2 separate regions of the Mus musculus genome follow, and region 1 is linked to region 2. Evidence: chromatin contacts called from public Hi-C data. All regions are on one chromosome and are shown on one strand. The core of a region is the stretch at or near the end of the contact, and the rest is flanking DNA. Distances in the headings are between cores, read along the strand shown.

Region 1 (3,497 bases), core at 234-2,733, 170 kb before region 2:
TGCTTAGCCTTTTATACGGATCCTGGGGATCCGAACTCACATCATTGGGCTTGTACAGCACATACCTTACTAGGTACTTTACTGACTGACCCATTGCCCATCCTCAGCCCCAGCCCCAGCCCCAGCCCCAGCCCCAGCCCCAGCCAGAGCCCCACCTTTGACCCAATCCTTCTTGTCCCTGGTCACCTTATTCTCCTTCCCACAAACCTTCCTCCTCCTCCTCCTTCTCCTCCTCAAAATGCTGTCAAAGTCTTCCCACCTGAATACTCATCCAGGATGGCTCCAAGGAACCATTGCCTACTTTGTCCTCCATTTCCTCTTCCCAGTTTAGCTCTTAGTGCTCCACAGATACCAAGTGCAGTTGAGAACTAGTCCCCTCCCTATCACCACCTTACCTGCTGTAGATGGGCTCTCGTTGCTTGAAAGCTGTTCTTGGAAGCCTGGCATATTGAGGTGGTGGCACGTTGGAATTAGTAGAGAAGTAGACACACCACTTACCCCTTAGCTAATTAGCTGGTATCGATTGATGCCTATTTGGGAAAGAGTCTCAAACGGGCTATATGAAAGATATTCACTGATACTTAGTAGGTCTGACATGGTTCCAGCATACTCGTGCTGTGCTGGTCGAAAAAGAACTAACACATTCCAGGTGACCATGAGTAGAAGTGCTTTGATTGAGGTTCTCAACCTGTGGGCCGAGACCCCCTTGAGTGGCATTTGAATGACTCTTTCACAGGGGCCACCTAAGACTGGCAGAAAACACAGATAATTATGCTATGATTCATAACTGTAGCCAAATTACAATTATGAAGTGGTAACAAAAATAAATTTATGCTGGGGAGTCACTGCACAGCATCAGGAACTGTTCTAAAGGGTCAGTCACAGCCTTGAAGGTTGAGAGCCACTGGGCTATGAAACTCTGACATTAGGAAAGTTCTTCATGAGAAGGAAACACAGGGAAGCTTCGCAGAGCTCTCAGATGCTGAGCGGCCCCCTCCAGGGGGAACCTTTACATCCCTAGGAAGGTCTTGGTGCCTGTGAGTTACTCAGGAGCCAAGGACTAGTGAAAGCAACCTCCTGCTAGCCTGTATGCAGAGCCAAGAAGAAACTAAAGTATGCAAACAGGGTTTGAAGGCCAAGGCTGAAAAACCACAAGGAAGGCGAAGAGCAGAGGGCATGGACACTAACTTTGGAGAAGAAGTTGAAATGGGAGGCTATGTTCCCTACTTCAGCCAAGGTCATACCAAAGAGAAGTAGACTTAAAGCCAGGGGTGTGGTACTGTGGAAACCCTGTGGCCCAGGAAGTGAAGATGGGGAAAAAGAGGCCTGGACCCCTTGTTTTCCATCACAAAAGTATCCTACAGTTACTGCAGACATTTGGGGAAATATGGAACACTAAAATGAAAACTAATCAAGCAGACTTCTGTCATGCAAAGACATCCGCAGCCTCATTTCTTCCCACTTAGGATCATTTTCTCTTCAGAGAAGCATCTTTTAGTGTAGTTGTAATCACCCTGTATTTACCCAGCCTTGTATTCTGCTCTGCCCCCCCCCTCTTACCCATAAGCACTTTCATGTACTCTCTAATTTAACCCTAGCCAGAATAGCAGATGCATTGTGTGTGTGCATGCACATACATGTGAGAGACATGTAACCAAATTGACCATCTTAACTGTCTCAAACTGCAGTTTGAAGATTGTACAACTCTCACTATGGTCTAATTATAAAGTGTTCACCGCACTTCAGAGGAAAACTCCACATCTGTTAACTGCCACTTCTTACTTCCTCCTCCTTGCCTCTGTAGCCACTCATCTGCTTTGTCCCCTGGGGACCTGCCTGCTCTGTGCATTTCATAAAATTAGAATCATAGGAGAGGGCCTTTTGAGCCCGACTTATCTTACCCAACATATATTTGAACTACACACACACTGTAGCATGCCAATATTCTTCTCATGGCCAAATAATTATTCCAGAGTATGTCCTCATCCACATGTGGATACCAACAGTAATGCTGCTATAGCCACTCATGTGTAAGTTTTTATTTGTGTGACTGTTTTAGTGCTCATGGGATATATCCTAAGGACCCAGATGGCTGGAATTAGATGTTTCTTGTAGAGGGGTCCCCAAGATGATTGTACTTAAAGAATTCTTTTCTAGTTTTGTTGTTTTTTGACAATTTCATACATTTATACACCGAATTTTGGGGCATCTCTTGTGACTCTCTTTCATCCCTACCTCTCTCCTACTAAAATCTTTCTTTCAATCCTCTCCTCTTGTTCTCTCTCTCTCTCCCCCGCTCTCTCCCATCCTCTCTCTCATATTCTCTCTCTCCCACATTCTTTCTCATATTTCTCTATCATATTCTCTCTCATTCTCTCTACCCTCCATATTCTCTCTCTCCCCCCATATTCATTCTCTCTCCCATATTCTATCTCATATTTCTCTCTCATATTCTCTCTCTCCCCCATATTCTCTCTCCCCCATATTCTCTCTCTCTCTCTCTCTCTCTCTCTCTCTCTCTCTCTCTCTCTCTCTCCAGAATCTCATTGTGTACCTCTCACTACTCTGGAACTCCCTATGTAGATCAGGCAGGCCCTGAGATCTGCCTCCTGAGTGTCAGAATTACAGGCTGCACCAACACACCTGGTGTGTGTGTGTGTGTGTGTGTGTGTGTGTGTGTGTGTGTGTGTGTCTTTTTTGCTTGCTGTATTTAACTAAGGTTGCTTGTATGAACATGAGTGGGGGATTAGTTACTGAAACGTAGGAACTTACCAGTGGCTACACTACTGGGGAAAATGAGTTTCAGCCCCCCACCCCCCAACACTCATTAGCTGCCCGCAGACTAACAGTGAGAGGCGGCACCTCATGAGCTTCTCTTCCACACATGATAAAAACAGAGGTGTACCCAATCTCATGGGCATCTTCAGTAGATAACCAGTCTTGGGGAGATTTAAGGAAGTTCAGCCTTCACGAGTCTGAAGCCCTCTCTACCCCAATGGCTCCAAGTCCATGTGGAAGAACTCCCTGAGAGATATTCTCATTTCTCTATCTGCAACCAGCCTTGCCTACAGGCTGGCAGGCGTCTTTGCTTTTTCAAACAGCAGTTTGACTTCCTGCAGCCAAACACTCCTCTGGGAGTCATTTGGCCCCATGATGGAGCTGAGCTCCTTGGTCCCTAACACCTTCTGAGCTCAACCTTTCACAGTGAGAAGATTAGTGAGACATGCAGCAGGATCAGCCTACAGGGCCCTCTGCAGGCTGCTAAGATTCCCTTGCAAGCCCTGCCTCTTGATGCTATAGGACAGGGCAGGCCCTGGGACAGCCCCACCGATAGGGAATGGGTAAGCATTCCAGCTGTGTTTCTGGGTTTCTTTGTATAGCCTTGTCTCCACATAGAACGTGATTTGGTCTTGTGGGTGGAAAATGGAAAAACTTTAAGCTGTAATTGGAGATTGAGATTTTCAAAAATAGAGCAAAATAAGAAAGAAGCTAGGCTT
Region 2 (3,657 bases), core at 620-3,119:
CTCGCTAGTGATGTTGTGCTGATAGTGATCCAAAAACCACACTAAGAACAATGTAGAACAACCAGAACTGAACTGAGCACGGGCTCCTCATAAGACTGCCAGCATTGCTGGGTGGATAGACTAACCATGACACGCTCTGCCCTTCTAGGTAACAAAGAAAGCTGGAAAATTACCCCAGGAACTTTGGTTGGTATGATGACTCTGCCTCTACACTTATCATAAGTCTGGTGGCCGGTGTTTAGTCCCCCAAGACCCACAGAGTGAAAGGGGAAAGCTGTCTCCAACAAGATGTCCTCTGACCTCCACATACATACTGTGCTACACACACACACACACACACACACACACACACACACACACACACACACACACAATGTAGTAAAAGCTCCCTAGTATCTACGGACCTCTGTAGGTCTCTTCTTAATACTGTGAACTTAGACTCCACTTCTAGAAAACACACAGTGCCCATGCACCTAGGATGCTTTGCCCAGAAAAATTCTTTCCATGTCAAGCACACCTGCATGGTTTTTGAAGGGTTTAAGTACTATCCATATGTCTATCTTCTTCACCCAGGAAACACAGGCCATGGCTACATTCCTGACCATCAGTCAGCTTACTTTTTTGTCTATATTGAATATTATTTATGCACATATATCAATACTTTATAAAATACACACACACACACACACACACACACACACACACACCTGGCAACAGTCATTCTATCCGGTGTTCTTGCATAGAAAAAGCATGTTTGATCAGTCCTAGTAATGAGAGAAGAATGAGATGATCATGATTCCTAAGATAAAACTGGCCAAAACCGGCCCCCTTGTCCCAGAGCACCCTTGTTTGTTTATCATGACGCCTTTCTGGGTGCTAAACAGAACAGTCATAAAAGTTGATAAGTCACAGTTCCTCAGAATCACACTGTCCCTCTCAGTCTCATTTGATCTCAACCTTAGCCTTCTAGGTAATTCTTTTATCTTACCATTTGACAAATGGGAACTGACTCAAGATAAAGTAAGTGTGTTGCCTAGTAACTGTTATTAAATAATAAGAGGCAAAAACCAAACACCAGGCACCATTCTACCAACTGGACAGTATCCACTCTATCTATACACAAGTAGTCCAAAGTTGAATGAATGGCCTTCTTGAGTACCCTTTGGGACTATAATTAACTTTCCTTAATGACCCTCAATAGCATCCCTATTTTCCGAACTTTATTCCAACACAGCTTACTGGTTGCTTCAGGAGGACCATTCATCCAGTTGTATCACAGCCAGTTGTAGTACCCTGGCTTGTTAAAGACCATGAAAACATCTTTTCCTTGTTTCCACTGACATCTCAGTCTCTGTCTCCATCCCTGCTCTGTTATCGTGTCCTCCGGTGTGTACGACCATCCTGAGTCATCCAGCTTTGCAAAGGGTGGTGTGGGTGAACACTCACATCCACCCACTTTAGCAAGCTCCCCTGGGAGAGACATACCCTCATCCAATTCAGCCCTACACTGCAAGTCCTGATGCTCCATCCAGTCCAATGGAAACCAACAAAGACACTTAGAAGGCTGGCTTTGTAATGAATGTTCCTCATTTGCTGATGTCCCCGGGTGAACCGCTTAGAGTTGAATACTAAAGATGAAAGTGGTCTGCTTTGGAGAGGAACATCTGGCACATTTATGCTCTTAGCAGTAAGAGCGCTGGGCACTTTCACTTCTCTCTTACAATAGCAAGGCCAGTGTGACACGAGGACAGAAAGGTCAGAGTTAGGCTGTCACTGTTCAGTCCTCCTGAGCCAGCCACAGAGTTCTGCCTCCAGGCCTTCCGCCCATTCTGTCTTCATTATTTGAGGTGCATTTGCAATATGCCTGTCATGCTTCCTTCCCAGAGCCCTGAGCTCTGGGTCAGCTGTCCTGCCTTGTCACAGCCCTGTACCTGCCACTCCTCTTGTTATTTAACATATGTTCCCCCTGCTGCCCTGTGTGTGCAAAAAAAGATCTGGAGTCTCCTGTGTCTGTTTGAAGCTCACAAAGGATATGTCAAAATAAAGCTACAGTTAATTGCAAAGTACACCCCACGCATCCTTCTTCCCTGCCTGGATTTCCCTGAGCTGCTTGCCCTTTTCTTTCTTGATTTGTACCACACTAGTTTTTCCTTTTGCCCTTGGAGATGACATACATATGCCCTTTGGGCTGGGTTTTGCTCTGGATGGAGTTTGTTGCTGGGTGATAGAAGCTGTGTTCCAACAATATTTTGGCCTTGGTCGGAAAGATGCAGAAGCCCCTTACTGAGCTCCTGTGTCTGAGGGGGGAAGATATCCCAGGGGCAGGGCAATGCTGAGACACAGGAGCTCAGGGACCTCACACATATCCTCGTCTTTCTTCCAGTTCTGGCAGTGTGGCCAGTGGGTGGAAGTAGTGATAGATGACCAATTGCCCGTCATAGGCGATAACTTCCTTTTTGTGCATCCTCGAGGAGGCAACAAGGAATTTTGGCCCTGCCTGATGGAGAAAGCCTATGCCAAGTAAGTGTGGGCAAGTGTCTGCCCTGTTTCAATGTTGGCTCACCTGCCCTGTGTCTTGCCCTTACAGATGCTTCCTGCCCCCTGGCCCTGCAGCTTGAATATCTTTTATCAATGCAATTAATGTCCTGAAGGTGGAGGGGGGTGGCCCACACCTTTGATCCCAGCATTGGGAAACTGAATGGGGCATATCTTTGAAGCCAACTTGGTCTACAAAGTGATACCCAGGCCAGCCATGGCTACCTAGTGAAACCTTGTATCAAAACAAATAAATAAACAATGTCCATTTGAGCATTAAAGCTTTTGTTACAAAGCGAAACAATTTCGTAAGTGATTGCCAAATGCAAGGTTTGGTCCTGAGGCTGTGAGGAGGGACACACAGACACAGAGTTAGGTGTGGAATCGGTAGCCCCAAGCTCATGTAACATAGATGATAGACAGATATAAGAATCCAGATGAAATATGGCATTTGAACTAGAATGGTTCCAGCATCCTCCCATGGGTATTAGAAACCGCAATGCTCAACATCCTTCCATAAAATAGAATAGTATTTGCATATAAACTATATAATCCTATATGCCCTAAATCATCTACATATATATTATATATAATATCTAACATGATGTAAACCCTATGCAAAAAGTTGTAATACTATATTGTTTAGGAAATGATGACAAGGGATCTTTGTTTCATGCTCCGTACTGATGAAATTGGTTTCCAACATTTTCAATTCATGGTTGATTTAATAGTGGGTACAAATGTTTCAGAGTCAAAGGACTGACTATAATCCTGCTCGTAGCCTGATGGGGGAAGTGATCCTGACTCCCTGGCTCACAGAGAGACAAGCTGAGGTTGCTGAAAGAGTGATTGACATTAGAGTGGGGATGAAAGCACAGGTAGGACTCTACAGTGAGGGAAGAGTTATGGGTAGGGCCAGTGAAAAGCAGACAGATAAAAACTTTGGAGAAACACTTCAAGCTGTGGTCCAGGAACTAAGGGCTGTGTGTGGCTGCTATGAGATTAGGTTGGGGGATGGTATATGAGCAGCACTTTTTCCTTCTCTTAGGGTCCACACAGGATGTTCAGGGACAAGCTCAGAATTTGCGGGTACCTCAGATCACATGTTTTCCTTGGGCTTCA

What was found. Hi-C and Micro-C count contacts between places; a contact is called where the count stands out from the background.
Region 1: a Hi-C map of pre-B cells shows a contact between it and region 2, with 2.3 times the contacts expected there. The contact joins two enhancer-like sites. A contact is called at or near these places in 1 of 484 Hi-C or Micro-C datasets (pre-B cells) and 1 of 9 other capture datasets (liver).

What each region holds. Positions count from the first base shown.
Region 1 is chr17:73,530,382-73,533,878 of GRCm38.p6, reverse strand. All of the region lies in intron 6 of Galnt14 (polypeptide N-acetylgalactosaminyltransferase 14), which reads left to right. Among named protein-coding and RNA genes, the nearest start is that of Capn13, 130 kb to the right of the region's middle. Within about 2 kb of position 1,483, at least 41 of the 459 cell types and tissues checked have an H3K27ac peak or open chromatin away from gene starts, as enhancers often do. A contact at or near this core is called in pre-B cells, where this site is marked.
Region 2 is chr17:73,359,258-73,362,914 of GRCm38.p6, reverse strand. Capn13 (calpain 13) reads left to right here. Exons shown (of 23, transcript NM_001033444.2): 5 at 2,384-2,520. Among named protein-coding and RNA genes, the nearest start is that of Capn13, 38 kb to the left of the region's middle. Within about 2 kb of position 1,869, at least 36 of the 459 cell types and tissues checked have an H3K27ac peak or open chromatin away from gene starts, as enhancers often do. A contact at or near this core is called in pre-B cells, where this site is marked.